2 separate regions of the Mus musculus genome follow, and region 2 is linked to region 1. A link is a contact called in public Hi-C data. All regions are on one chromosome and are shown on one strand. Each heading gives the region's core, a stretch centred on a gene start, on an enhancer-like site or on the middle of the called end of the contact. The rest is flanking DNA. Distances are from core to core; before and after follow the strand shown. Region 1 overlaps Peak1 (pseudopodium-enriched atypical kinase 1). Region 2 has its middle 68 kb from the start of Gm31586.

Region 1 (4,562 bases), core at 638-3,137:
CTCGTAACTAAACAGAATGGCTGCCCATAAAACTGGGTTATTAGATTTACCTCATTGAAGCTCATTTTCTGAGAGACCCAAAGTGCTGCGCTGAGACAAACCCAAGTGCACCGAAGTCCATCCGCTCATGCTCACAGCGGTGCACAGGTGGGGACGCCATGGACCAAAGCCAATGCCCCAAGGGAAGTCAGAAGAGCCATAATGCAGGACCCTAGACAGGTTATACCAAAGAAAACAAGCCTTCCTCATCCTGCTGCTTCTCAGATGACGGGGTGAGCTGTGACAGATGCCAGAGGAAGGGTTTGCAAACATTCCATGGTCAAGGTGTTCAACGGGTAAGTCCATCCCCAAACCAGTAAAATAAAATAAAAAGAAGGGTTCTCTGTTAGTTAGTTTCACGCAGGCCGTTTGTACGTCAGAAGAAAAGGTGTAGGGAGCGGCAGCAGCCAGAGCAGATGGCAAAAAAAAAAAAATTCTCTGCTATCTTAAGAAGGAGCTTTTAACCGGCGCACTCTCACCACACCTGGCTAGTGCCAGACCTTATGCACGGGAGCACCGCATCTGTAATATCAAAGCTTGGGTTTATGGTGATTTTTTTTTTTCCTAAAAAGAGGTGCTGTCAAGAGATTTGTTTAAAGAACTCTTGGGAAATTTTCTTAACCCACTGTACCATTTTATGAACCTCCCCACAAAAATGACTCTCACTCAGCATCCCCATCATCTAACATGTAAGTACCCAGACTGTCTAAGGTGCTATACAGCTGTTACACACCTACCCCTGCAGCTGTTTTAAATTAGAGACTTCTGCATCAGCTGCCACTGGACGTTTTGCCCATGCAGATGGGCCACAGGGGTCTGCATTCTGAGCGTCCTTTATACATTCCCCCTTCAGCAGCCTCTATGTCTGTCCCTGTCCCTGCTTCCCATCCCATCTCACCCATCCCATGGTTTTTTAAATCAAGAAAGTTTCAGGGAATCAAAAGAGGTTGGGATTTTTTTTTAACCCAGCAGAATCGCAGAGTTATATATTTTGCTATGAACATTGTTGTGGTACAGAAAATCCACTTTGCCTGTTGGTTTGTGGCAAGTCTGTGTGTCTGCACTCTTGGTAACTTGAATGTCGAGCCAGCCCTATGGCTTCAATGTAGTGTTGTTGAAAGATTAAACCACACAGCTTCAGGAAGCCTACTCAAGTTGTTCCTTCCTTATTTCCCATCCCTGACCAGTTCTGGAGAGCGGTGTGTATAGACACTGGGCTGGGTTTTCTGTTCATGACACAGAGGGCATTTTGTTGGGAGGTGGAGGCAGAAGCAAGATGTCACCTGTCTCAGTGAATTGAATCATGACAGTCCTTATTCTAATATCACTAATTCTCCATGGCACTGCCCTCATTCTGCTTTGGGAAATCTTGTTTCTCTTCCTTCGGCCCTTTACCCATCTCCTCTCGTATTTTTACAATTGTATGAATCAATAACAGGTCCCTGTGTCACCAGTGGCGCCTCCCTTTGGTTTGCTGTGGTACTTTGCTGTGTATTCTGTGGCCTCACGTTACTGTGTAAATAAATTCTGTTTAATATACACTAAAAACCAGACTTGAAGTGCATGTCCTTCCGGTGGCTTGTCCATAGAGGCGTGCTGGCGTGGGTCTAACTGTAGATGCAGCTCTCGTATTCATTCCCAAGATGCCTTCCTGTTCTTAAAACAGGCTACAGTAGGTAGCTTTTCGCCAGCATGCCCTCTGCCCTCTGGACTCCATTTCTTACCGACAGACTCTTTTCTCTTCAGTGCCTCTGTAATTTGAGAAAAGGGGGGCTCCAAGAGCAAGTGGCTAACTCCTCAGGTTTGCTGGGTAAGATCGCCCCCTGGTGTCCAGACACTGCAGACTGCCTGGTTAGAGAGGCTTGGCGGCAGCTGATTTAACTGACTCCTCCAGCAGGAAGTCAGGCTGCGGAGACAAGCCTGTACACCATCATCTACAAAATCAGGCCTGCCCTTAAGGTACATTTGTCACAGGAGACATCCTTCCAGAGGCAGCCGACAGGTAACAAAAAAGGAGCCCATCTGGTTTAGGCAAAAAGACGGCAGTGAGCAGTGAAAAATGCTGCTAACATTTTTCTTAAGTTCTCTCAGAAAGGTAGTTTCCAGGCTTGGGTTTTATGTTGCTGAGGTACAAACTCCATATGAATGTGTACTCTAAGCGTGTTTCCTGCATCCAGGAGGAAGAGTTAACAAACTGACCAGATGTTGCCCAGGCTTTGCATACAGCCTGGGCTTGAGCAGTGTAGGTCACAGAGAATGTGGTACGATGATTGTGTAACTGCCCAACACTAGTGCTATATGAGTAGCCACTCTGGGGACTTAAAAGATTATGGGCTCTGGAGGTGTAGGCCAGTCATGGTTGGCTTAACCTGAGTTTAGGGAGACAAGGGTCAGCTAGAGGAGATGGACCCTTGTCATCAGCATTCCTGCAGAGTCACTTTTCAACCCATGCTATGGGGAAGCTGATTTCTTTCCTACCTGGAATACGCAAGTCTCTGCAGCCCTGCCACCCCTACATGTGCGCTCTCCCCAGCCCAACCAGGAGGCTTCCCTCTAAGTGAGACTGCATTCCTCCAGGGAAGGAGTTTCATTAGCACCTTAGGAGCCAAGAGCAGCAGTTGGCAGATCACAAGTTGTCATTAAAGGCAGCTCACAGCAATTATGGCTAAAACTTAAAAATTGAATTTCACACTGGGCAAGGCTTGAAGAGGGGCTGGTTGCTAAGCTCCAACTCAAATGTGCAAAACACTTTTAAGAGCAAACAGGTTGTCTGAGTATGACAGGGATTTCAGTACCAGATAACCCTCTCTATGTGTACCCTCAGTCCAGTAATTGATGGTTCCTGTGTCCTCTGGAAGCCACTGAAGCCTCTGAAAGCTGCTGGAAAGCATGGGGACCTTTAGTCTCCGCCTAAGAACCAGGGGATCAGGAATGAAAAAATGACCCCAGAGTGAAGAATGATCTCCAGTTAACACTGTTCATATTGTTCTTGTGCGGGACCAGAGTTAGGTACCCAGTGCCCATGTCAGGTAGTTCACAACTGCCTGGAACTCCATCTCCCAGTGCCCACACACACAGACATATATAGCACATAATTTTAAAATAAAAGCTTCAGGATAACATGGCTATAACACAATGAGAATAACATTTATCTTTTAAAATAGCAAAACTGGAGGCCTCTGGGAAATCTATAAGCAAAGCATCTAGGAACCTCTAGAGAGGAAGGAAATTCACCTGTGGAGGCAGGGCACAGTACAGGGGCCTCCTATATGTCAGTCCCCACCACCCACTGCTAATCCAGGCTTGAGCCAGAATCAAAGGGAGAGCCAAAACCTCCAGGCAGTGCTGGAGAGATGAATATGGGTTAAGAGCATTTACTCTTGAAAAGGACCCAGATGTGGCTCCCATGTTAGTTGGATCACAAGCACCTGTAAGTCCAGCTCCAGGAGATCCATGATCGCGCTCACTTTCTTTGCCCCACTGTCTGGAAGTGTAGGACATGGATGTCTAACTTCTCCCTCCGTGTCTTCAAACCTGCTTTCTGCCCTTTTGTCTCCTGTTCTCTCTTCTCCCTTTCCTCCCGCACCCCAGCTCTTGAACCGCAAATCCAACCCCACCCCCACTCCCATTTTGATCCATTCAGACTCCAGCAGCCATAGAGGATCATCTCTCCCCAGTCTTAACCTGCCTGGTACCACAGATGCCACCTGATGCTAGCACAGAGTCTGGCCGTGGGCACCTCTCCCTCCATAGCAGGAGGGTCTGAGCTTGGCTTCTCTCACAGACTCTTCTTCCTCTTTGGCCTCCCAAAGACAGGACAAGTAGCCACTTCCAAGAACAATATACAGAGGTACACTGTTCCAAAGAGCCCCAACCTGCACCTCAGAATTAACAGTTTCATGCAGGTGCACACACACACACAGCCTGCTGGATTGATGTGTTCCCAACCACCCATATGACGGTTCCATCATTTCTCAGATGAGAGATTCGCCCCTTTGCATTGTTAACAGTGATTTGAACCGAAAGCTGCACGATCTTGTGTGTGGAGCTTTCTCATCCACCTCGCTGCTGCCAGCTGTGCCTCCAGGACACCAGAACAGGAAAAACTAGGAGAACGGGGAAGGTGCCCTGAGGGCATTGGAGAGGCTTAAAGGAAACTTTTCGGTTTGTTTTCAGTTTTCTGCTTATTGGTGCCATGTGCTGATCCCAACTCCGACAGGGTCAAAGCTTGGCCAACTTGCTAACCAGTGTATTATAAGCCTTTATCTTGTAGCCTGGTTTTGTTCCAATGGATAGGTATTCACGGTGATGCACTGGCAACCAAGGCTCCTTGGCATGGCAGAGAGAGAGGGAAGGAAGAGGTAAATGCAGAGAGCCCAACTGAACTGTGGCCAGCCAGGCACCAGGCACACAGCTACCCCACAGGTGGGAAGTGCCTTATTTTGTAAGAAACCCTAATCATTAATCCAGAAGGAATCCATTGCTTTCAGTTCCCCCTAGTTTCTGTACCAAAGTAACAACTA
Region 2 (4,778 bases), core at 1,259-3,758, 530 kb before region 1:
GCAGCAAAGCTGTTCCCCAATTCTGTTGCATGCAGGCTCTCCAGGAACCTCGGTCTGAACTCTTCGGACCTTACTCATCCTTGAGAGAGGCACACAGGGCACAGACTAGGGGCCACAGACTAGGAAGGCTGAGCCCTAATTCCCCTTGCTCCTAAGTCAGGCCCTCTTCCTGTCCTGCACCTCCTGGGGTGGGAGTTACACACCTGCTTATACACAGGATATGGCAGTGTCTTCTGTCCCTCTCTCCAAGGGACTCTAGGTGCTTGCTCCTGGTACAGGTGGGCAGATGTGCCAAAGGTGAGCTGGAGATGGATGATGGAGGGCAGAAGGAGAGAGGGGAGGAGCTTATGAGGGAGGGGAGGAGCTTATGAGGGAGGGGAGGAGCTTAGGGGAGGGGAGGAGCTTATGAGGGAGGGGAGGAGCTTAGGGGAGGGGAGGAGCTTAGGGAGAAAGCAAACCACGACTCTTCTTCAGGAGCCTTCTAGTTAGGGGATGTGCTGGTGCAGGAAGCTCTGTGGTGTTCCCTCTGGCCAGCTTAAAGGCTCACTCGTGTCTCTTACCTTCCCGTGGGTTCTCTCTTTTCTATAGGCAAGGGAAGCTCTGGCCCTACTCATGTACCTCTGAAGGGCTTCCTGTAGTTCATTCCCATGCCCTAGGCTCCTTTGTGAACCCATGGGGTTCAGAGAATGAGCTGGCAGCAAGGAACTCCTTATGGGGGGAGTGCCAGGGCTGGCCACACTTAACACCAAGACAGTTCCTTGTTCTCTGGTGACCAACTTTACTCCAATCTCTGCCAAAGTCTAAACCTTCAAGTCCTCATCTCTTTCAACAGCATGTCATCCTTTGGAATTAGTTTTCCTCGACTATGCTGTGACCTCGTCATAGCTGGTGGGCTAAATACAAGTTTGGAATTTGCAGGGTTTCTGGCTGGGAGCCATGTGGCCTCTCTGTCCTGCTTGGCTACTGTGGTTAGCAGTTTTATGTTCACACAGGCCTAGGTTCTGTTCTATGCCCACCATGAGCTAACATGGCTCTTCGGGACGTTCTTCTGACTCGGATCTCAGTTTATTCCTCTGTAAAGGGGGCTGTAGCTGCCTATCTCAGAGAGGCTCCGGGAGGGCAGGGAGCCCCTCCCCCCACAGCACTCTGTAAGGCTTACTGTCTGCCTCTTTGCACATCGGCTGTAGAAGGCTGTTGTGGGCAGGGCTGGGTCTGCTCCCAGTTCAGAGGCTTCTAAAAGTATGTCCAGCCCCCTCATGCTTGCAGCACCTTTGGCCTCTCCGGGCTGGCATGGGGGCTTCAGCAAGGTTGGCTAGCTGGAGCAAACCTTCTCCTTGGACCAGTCAGTCACCCCTGTACCACAGCCCCTTCTGCCTGATTTAGGGCCCAAACCTCTCCCTGTCTCTGCCTCACCAGCCAGCTTCCTTCCTCTGAACCCAGGGCTCCTTGGAGCCCCTATGGCCTCTGATTCTGCTGAGGTCTTGGTAAATTTTTCAGGTCTGCATGGAGGCCCAAGTGCCTGCTTCTGGAAGCAGAGTAGCCTGAGCTTCCTGTACCTTCGGGCCTCCCTGATGCCTGTCCCCAGGAGGCTGCACCGGGAAGCTGGGGTGGGAAGGTACTTGCCTTCAGACTGCAAGGTCAGACTGGTTTCTTCCTGCCAGCAGGAGGCCCTAGGGAGAGAACAGGCCAGACCTTCCTGGGTGGCCAGACCTGCTGCTGCTTGTGGGGTTGCAGGGAATGTCTTGGAAGGAGATTTGGGTTATTTTTTTCCCTAGGCCCACATCCCTTTGCTTTTCCTGTATTTTTGATCTGAGGGGGCCAAAGATCAAGCTGGTCCAAGGGCAGAGAATTGGAAACCTGAGATATCCTTGGAGCTAAGGGCTACCAAGCAAGCATGGAGCTGTGTCTTGAAAGGTGCACAGGGTTTAACGAGGTCTACACAGAGAGCACGTGGGCCTTGGGTGCTAAGTAGATTGTGGATCTGGTCTCTTTCTGCTGGCCGAGAACACCAGATGAGGGACCCCATTTAGTAGCATGCTCCCCATAACATCCTTGCTCCTTTCCGGCCTGGTAGTCTCATTGTCCTTTGGCTCTCACTAGAAGGACACTTTCTACGGAAGGCCTTCCTTGATCGCTGCCATACCCTGGGGGCTCCCTGGCCTTTCCCGTAAAGCTCTTTCCAATATGTTCTCTACCTGTATGACCACTGACAGATGATTGCCTCTGTCACCAGGCTTTATAAGGTTCTTTAGGTCAGGAGACTCAGGGTTTGGTGGTCTCAGCCTCCAGCCTAGTGCTTGGCACAGAGTAGATGCTCACTAAACAGCTATGTGAAACTGAGTAGGACACCAAGCAAAAAGAGGTAGGACTGAGAGCTGCCCAGTGAGGTGTGCACGGTGCCCGGGTGCAGTGAGCCAGGCTCCTTTGTGTCATTAGGCAGCTCTTTAAAGAGCTGTTTGCAGGAACAAAAGCCACACAGCTGCCAGAACCCCAGTGGGTGGTTGGCCTGCTGAAGAGCAATGGACTGAGCCAACTTGTCACACACACACCCCAGGCAGGCTGGTGACCCTGGGGAGTGGAGCCAGCCATGAGCTGGGGGCTGTGGGAAGCAGGACCATTGGTGGGCCCAGTCCTGACCTCACCAAAATTATGTTTCAAACCTGCAAGAGAAAGGGGATATTTTTAACCTTGTTCCATGAAGGCATCCCAGGGGAGCAGGGAGGGAAAGGAGGCAGAAGCCAGGTTGGGGGAGGGGCCTAGAGCAGGGCTGGGGGCTTTCAGAGAGCCCCTGAGAACAGTGTTTCCCCCTTTGTCCCCAACCCTGTTAAATTTTTTAAAAGCTCCAAACAGCAAGAGGGACAGTGGAGTTCATTATATCGAGTTATCTCCTCCGTTTCAGGCGAAGATCAATCTTATGAGTCTTGCAGCTCCAAGGGGGAAGGGAAGAGAAGGAAAATGGGAGGCGAAGGAAAAAAACTCCCTGGACCAATTTCCGCTGGCTAACACGATTACCCGGCTGCCTGGCAGCAGCGCCAGCTGTTGGCAGGCATGCTGGCCCCCTGCCAGCCTCTCTCAGCTGCTGGCTGCCCCAGGGCTCCCTCCCGAGTGGGGTGGGTTGGCAGGTGTGAAAGCCCCACGTGCCCCTTGGTTGGGGCTGCTGAGCGTGGCATCCCAGAGATGCTGCAAGCCCCACTGGTACCTGTCAGTCCCCCACTGTCACAGAACAGCCTGTGCTCGGGGTCCTGCCCTGATGAGGGTGCCTTCCTGCTTCCCACGGGAGACTTTTCCTTCAGAGAGTTAAGTCGCTGATAGCTGGCTCCACTAATTTATTTATTCACTCAACAAACAAGTTTCTGAGGATTCACTTGGCAGCACACAGTTCACACAGAAGTTCAGAGGCGAACAAGGTATCTGTGGTCTGCATTGAGAAAGAGACAGACAAGGGACAGGGACACACATACCCAAGCAGGGCAAGGACAGGTGCAATATAAATGCTGTGAAGGTGTGAAGGTGAGTGGTTAGTATGCCCAGGCACTATACTTGCGGGCTGAGGGGAGGGAGGAGCTTTGCACCAGGAGTAAGATGTCTACAGCCTGAGGCTAGCCCACCTAACAATGGCCAGAGGCCACAGTGATTGGAAGGGGGTTCTGAGAGTGGGGCAAGCCCTGAAGGCGTTATGATGGGTTGCTGATACAGGCAGCCGCAGCATGTCCTGAGTCTGCCGTGGGCTTTGAATTGTTGTCCATAAGAGTTGCCCAATTCCAGCAGGGTGAGAGCAGAGTGGGACAGAGTGGGAGCTGAGTCCTCAGGGACTGGATGTGTTTTAGGAACAATGTCAGTGGCTGGTGATGGTTTGGGTGTGGGTGTGGGGTAAAGAGGAGTCAAGATGGAGGGAGATGTACTTTAGGGTTAAAAATGAAGTTCTGTGTTGGACGGGGCTTCTAGGAGGGCAATGACAAATCGGCTTCTAGTTCTGTAGCTGTGCTCAGGAGACCGGGGCTAGCACGAGGGAGCCAGAGGCAACTGTGTCAAAATCCCAGACCCGAGAAAACCAACCAAGGAGTGAGGGGTCAGGAGAGGGAAGAGGGCCTGTGAACACTGACCTCTGATGTTTGGAGTGAGAGTGACCAGAGGAGAGTAGTCCTGGGAGGCCAGAGATAAGTGTCTACATGTGGGAGAAGCCATCAGCTCATCGGATACCGTCCAAATCTTGCGGACCAGGGCATAGAGCATGACCATTGGTCTGACCAAACGGCTTTCTGAACATCTGTTATGATCATCTTGTGGAGTGGAGGGGATCGGAGCCTGGCTCCCGAGAGCGCTTCGATATACTAGTCAGGACGGCACTGAAGACAGAAAGAGCTGAGAGCTGAGCATCTTTTCCCTCCCTCCCTCCCTCCCTCCCTCCCTCCCTCCCTCCCTCCCTCCCTTCCTCCCTCCCTCTTTTCCTCCAGCTAACACTTCCTGCCATGATACTGTGCTAGACTGGACCTTGGGCTTAATCTCTCTGATTCTTAGGCTTTTGATTTTTTTTTTTCTTTCTGCAAAAAGGAGATGTCACCTCAGATGCCACTAGATCTCAGTGACTAAGACTCTCCCTGTGTAGCCAGGGCTGTTCTGGAACTCACTGTATAGACCAGGCTGGCCTTGAACTCACAGAGATCTACCTGCCTCTTCCTCCCAAGTGCTGGGATTAAAGACGTGAACCTGGCTGGAACTAATCTTGAGTAAAAGCTGTCATGGGGAATTAAATAACATGTCAGCCAAAATACGTGTTT

Evidence for each region. A called contact is a pair of places that touch in the nucleus more often than the background predicts.
Region 2: a contact with region 1 is called in a Hi-C map of cortical neurons, with 2.0 times the contacts expected there. The contact joins two enhancer-like sites. A contact is called at or near these places in 2 of 39 promoter capture datasets (hippocampal neurons and stem cell-derived epiblast-like cells), 1 of 15 datasets of contacts at CTCF or cohesin (large pre-B cells), 12 of 484 Hi-C or Micro-C datasets (the C10 cell line, the HL-1 cell line, the HPC-7 cell line and 6 more) and 2 of 115 datasets of contacts at active chromatin or transcription factors (embryonic basal ganglia and forebrain).

Annotation. Positions count from the first base shown.
Region 1 is chr9:56,198,151-56,202,712 of GRCm38.p6, reverse strand. It overlaps Peak1 (pseudopodium-enriched atypical kinase 1), which reads left to right. Exons shown (of 7, transcript NM_172924.3): 7 at 1-1,587. Among named protein-coding and RNA genes, the nearest start is that of Tspan3, 39 kb to the right of the region's middle. Within about 2 kb of position 1,887, at least 17 of the 459 cell types and tissues checked have an H3K27ac peak or open chromatin away from gene starts, as enhancers often do. A contact at or near this core is called in cortical neurons, where this site is marked.
Region 2 is chr9:56,726,216-56,730,993 of GRCm38.p6, reverse strand. It overlaps a transcript of Lingo1 not described here. Among named protein-coding and RNA genes, the nearest start is that of Gm31586, 68 kb to the left of the region's middle. Within about 2 kb of position 2,508, at least 22 of the 459 cell types and tissues checked have an H3K27ac peak or open chromatin away from gene starts, as enhancers often do. A contact at or near this core is called in cortical neurons, where this site is marked.